2 separate regions of the Salmo salar genome follow, and region 2 is linked to region 1. A link is a contact called in public Hi-C data. All regions are on one chromosome and are shown on one strand. The core of a region is the stretch at or near the end of the contact, and the rest is flanking DNA. Distances in the headings are between cores, read along the strand shown.

What was found. Hi-C and Micro-C count contacts between places; a contact is called where the count stands out from the background.
Region 2: a Hi-C map of muscle shows a contact between it and region 1, with 4 times the contacts expected there. The contact joins the promoter of LOC106584182 here to the enhancer-like site in region 1. A contact is called at or near these places in 2 of 3 Hi-C or Micro-C datasets (gill and muscle).

The regions. Positions count from the first base shown.
Region 1 is chrssa02:46,231,444-46,234,075 of Ssal_v3.1, forward strand. No RefSeq gene overlaps it. Among protein-coding and RNA genes, the nearest start is that of LOC123739253, 11 kb to the right of the region's middle. Within about 2 kb of position 1,323, at least 1 of the 13 cell types and tissues checked has an H3K27ac peak or open chromatin away from gene starts, as enhancers often do. A contact at or near this core is called in muscle, where this site is marked.
Region 2 is chrssa02:46,324,194-46,326,825 of Ssal_v3.1, forward strand. LOC106584182 (vascular endothelial growth factor A-A) reads right to left here and starts at 1,346. Exons shown (of 7, transcript XM_014169146.2): 1 at 632-1,346. The coding sequence starts at 700.

The sequences.
Region 1 (2,632 bases), core at 73-2,572:
CATCATTACTTTAAGACATAAAGGTCAGTCACTACGGAACATTTCAAGAACTTTGAACGTTTCTTCAAGTGCAGTCGCAAAAACCATCAAGCGCTATGATGAAACTGGCTCTCATGACGACTGCCACAGGAATGGAAGATCCAGAGTTACCTCTGCTGCAGAGGATAAGTTCATTAGCGTTACCAGTCTCAGAAATTGCAACCCAAATAAATGCTTCACAGAGTTCAAGTAACAGGTACATCTCAACATCAACTGTTCAGAAGAGACTGTGTAAATCAGGCCTTCATGGTCGAATTGCTGTAAAAAAAAAACACTACTAAAGGACATCAATAAGAAGAAGAGACTTCTGATAAAGTGAAAAAAGTAAAGCTGTAAACATTTGTGTTAACCTTTTCTTTTGGGGGGGGGGGGGTAAACAAGGATTGCTTTTTCAAACTGGAATAGGTTGGCGTGTGTGTGTGTGTGTGTTGCTGACTCTCAGAGGAGTTGCATGACTCCATGTTTTGACAAGCAGGTCTGGACCAAACCAAATCTGAATCAATTATAGATGTCTATGTTTCACAAGTTTGACAGTATACAGTAGAGTTCAGTAAAGAAAAGTAGTGTATTCAGTACAGTAGGGTAAAGTAAAGGAGAGTATAGTTCAGTTCAGTACTGTGCAGTACAGTAAAGCACAGTATGATACAGTAAAGTAAAGTAGAGTATAGTTCAGTTCAATACCGCACAGTAGATTTCAGCACAGTAGGGCAGAGTACAATGTACTGCACTCTGATCTACTGTACTATACTCTACTGATTTCAACTGTACTTTACCGCACTGTACTGCAATGTACTGTATTCTACTTTGCTCTACTGTGCTGCACTGCACTGTGCACTTTACTGTACTCTGTACTGACTGTGCTTTGCTGTACTGTGCCGCCCAAACTTGTAAAACATAGACGTCTTTTCAACATAATTTAGCTTACTTTGTTCCAATGGGGATGAAACCCCCCCCCCCCCTCCCCCCAATACAAGTAATTGTTTATGGATACGCTCACCACATAACTACTGTATTTATTAAAGAAATAACAAGAATATAAATATTTACTTTCACCCATAACAAAATGACAATATTCCTCTCAATATTTTGTGATTTTTGACCTATATTGACCACATGGATGACCTCGCATATGCAGGACACACATTTTTATCTTGATATTTATTACACCGCACTGTGACAACCAACCCGTGCGAAAACTAACCCCAGTCTCCCCAACACTGGACTGGATTCAGAGTTCACATGTCTTCTGCTGGACTGACGTGGACAACTGCTGTGGGGTCAGTGGGTGTGTGTTACATTGTGACTCTTCCAGAGAGGTTGTGGGTGGGTGGGTGTGCGTGCATGTGTGTGTGAGGTCCCTTGTGGCATGGTGTGAGGTCTGTAGCATTTGACTTTGACGGGTTTGTGCTAGTGTCTGTGTGTGCTAGTGTTTGTGTGTACGTACGTGTGTGCGAGCGTGCAAGTGTGTGATTGTGAAGATGACAATGTGAGGTCATTGGGTCATATGAGGACATAGACAGGGGGTGTGGTTGGATGTTGGTAGGTTTACCTAAAGTCCACATTCAGATCCTCCTCCCACCATGCAGTGACACGCCCATAGAATGTAAACTTCACCATCATAACCAGCACTTTTAACAAACTCATGAGAGCAGTAGCCAGGTGAATGACAGTACTCATATCAGCCTAGACTTACAAAGTGAAGCACATACTGAATGCTGCTTTACCTAAATCATTTTTGTAAAGTAGGAAACAATAAATGTTTAACTTCGAGTTAAATCAAATGTTCTATTTATTAAAGAATCAGCAATGATTTACTGAGCCATGCCCCTTCCTGGTATGAATGGTATTGTAGGAATGCATTTTCATCTTTTGTTTGATTAACAACTGCACCCAATACCCCGTGGTGCCAAGGTCGAAAGATTAATAAATGAAATAACAAAACCGACGAAGGTTGGTGTTTGATTATAATGTATTTCTTTACGCTGAGTACAATGACAACAGGCAAACACCCCTAAGGGACTTCCAGATCTGTCACAGTCAGGATCTGCCTTGCAACCTGTGCAGCAAGGCCCAATTATAAAAGCCACACAAAAGGCCCAAAAAGCCAAAGCGAAAAATCCCCTTGGGGAAAAAATCAATCCAGTGGGGATATGTAGCACATGTGTAGGGTGCCAAACCCCTCAGCACAATAAGACAAAAGACACAGGAAATAGGTTTCACCTCACACAGCACGTAATGCCAACATATGCACAACATATTTTCTCCTTCCTTTCATCTTGTCACACTCTGACCTTAGAGATCCTTTTAACCTGTTGGGGGTAGGGGGCAGTATTGACACGGCCGGATAAAAAACGTACCCGATTTAATCTGGTTACTACTCCTGCCCAGTAACTAGAATATGCATATAATTATTGGCTTTGGATAGAAAACACCCTAGCGTTTCTAAAACTGTTTGAATGGTGTCTGTGAGTATAACAGAACTCATATGGCAGGCAAAAACCTGAGAAGATTCCTTACAGGAAGTGCCCTCTCTGACAAGATCTTGTTCTTCTTGTCTCTGTTTATTGAAGACTGAGGATCTTTGCTGTAACGT
Region 2 (2,632 bases), core at 96-2,595, 93 kb after region 1:
CAAACGAGAGCAAATACATTGCCAATATTGGAATCAACTCGCTGGACACACACATCAATTCTACCTCTATTACACGTTGGTTCAATGGAAACGACGTTGGTTCAACCAGTGTGTGGCCAGTGGGTGTAGTGACATTATGTTGTCGTAATTTTATTCAATAGGAATCCAATTGAATTAAATCACGACAATAGTGATTTTGGATGATGTTAGTGTAATGAGGCAACTCGTTTCACTTTTACGTCACTCAAAATTCCGATTTTGCCTAGCCTACTATTTTGTTGACATTAATGCCGGGTGCATTGTGCATTTTCAAAAGTTATAATGATAATACAAATAATAGCCTAATTATAATAGAAAAGACAGCGTTAATTGGAATAGGCCTATGGCACTTTTTCCCAAAAGGACCAAAATGTATGTCAAACGTCAGGATTAACAATTCAAATGTGACATAAAATCTCTCATTAGGCCTATGATTTACAGAAAGTGAATACATTGTAAGTGGCCTACACACCTAGCAGCAAGTGACGAGGTTGAGCGATAAGGGCGATCCCCTCATTAATGAAACATGAACAGCATTGTATTCCTAATTCAAACGCATCTGATGCCCCTCCGATTTAAATATAATTCTCACCTTAACTGCATAAAAATGAAGCTGAAGCAGCGCTGCAAATAATAATTGTACAAAACTGCCAATGTTCATGATTGTAATTCCGAGGGTGAGTGGTACAGTTGTACTAAAATTTCAGCTGTCGTTTGGATCAGACACAATAATAAAGAAAAAACACAAAAAAACGCAACAATTTCTTGATAACTTGGTTATAGTAAAATCAAATCCATCCAAACATAGCAGATGTGCCACCTGAGAGGAATCCTTTTTTTTGGGGATTGCAACCGCCTCTAAGGAATCTCAGAGAATAGCCCCAAAGAATGGTAACATCCAAAATGCGTCGGTCATCCGGAGACTTCCAAGATTTCTATTCTACATCCACATTAGAAACCCCATAATGGACGTAACATCACCGTCCTACTATCTGCTCACCAGGATGAAAACTTTCACCAACTTCTGAAAGCAACTTAACTGTGTGAAAGCGGCGGCTGAGTTATAACAACATTGATCACAGTAAGTGAGGGTGAGCGTTTGCCTATGCAAAGTGATCCGTTAGCGATCCTCCTTGAAACGCACTGAAACGGTCTCCCTTTCCTTTGTCTTGCTTTTTTAAATGTGTTTTACTCTGACTTTGGGTTTGGACGTCCAGGCGCAGAATAAGGAGATCTTGTCATACACCTCTGTTTCTCGCTCGTTGTAGCGCGTTTACTGTTCCACGATCGTCAGCTATTGCGTTTAGCAATCGGACGTGTCGACTGTAGGACGTCGTTTGCGCTCATTGGTTAGATCCCCAATGTGGGCGTTACTGGTTGGTGGCGAGGGGTGGTGGGCGCGCTCCCATCAAATATTTAACAGAGATGTTCACATTGTGCGATTTGGTGAGTGCTTTAAGTCACAATTTTTATGAAAAATATAATACATGACACGTTTAAAATGGTAAGTATTAAATGGCCAATAGTTAGTTGTGTTGTTGGTGCATTTAATGGTCTCTTGTGGCCTTTTTTCTTTGCAGCTTTTGAATCATTCATCATTGTGATAGCCATTTACCATTTTGTTGAAATATTGGAATTGACATGCTTCTTATTTTTCAACCAAAGGTTTTTGTATGTTAAAGTATTGGCAAGAGTTACCATAAACAATGTGAAAATACCCAATTAGAAGCAGGCCAGGCCTATACTATTGCAGGAATCGCTTTTGCACCTAAAGTTAACTTCCAGCGCTTGGAGGTGGTGGTGCACACATGTTTTTAGTTGATCAGTTAAACAGAGATTGTAGCCTATATTGGACATTAGAGATGCCTGGATCTCTAAAAGGATACAGAGTACAGTAGGTGAGGATGTTCAGGTATGAAAGAGTGGAGAGGGACTTGCCTGGGCTGTATAGTGGTTTGCTTTTGGTGTACCACACACATGATGCTGAGTTCAGGAATCATAAAAGGCTCATTCCATAGCCTCATTATCATAGCACGTTCTAGGTGCTGAAAGTTGCAAGAAATTATCCTTATTAGAAAGTAAGTCAAACTTTAGAAAATGTCATTATATGTTCCCAAGTGAGGAAGACACTTGTGTTCAGGTGCGCTTTAGGAAGCTCTTAGCTAGGCATGGCTGAGCCAACACAATCAACTGAAACATGTCAGATTCTTGACTTGCGTGGACATATTGTTTGATATTGGAGGTCTTGTTTCAGCATTTAAGCATTCCAAAAGCACAATTGTTTTTGGTATTCATCCTCTTTCATCTGTCATGTAAATCAGAAGAGAACAAGTCATACATATTCGATAATTGATCTTTATGCGTAGGGAAGATGGAATGCCTGCTACATATTTGTTACACAAGGAATTAATTTAATAGGGGGACTGCATGAGTCTGTACGGATGGGATATCTCACACACACACACACACACACACACACACACACACACACACACACACACACACACACACACACACACACACACACACACACACACACAGAGAGAGATACAGAGAACCTCCATCCTCTCTTGCTTCAGTTCTCACACACACA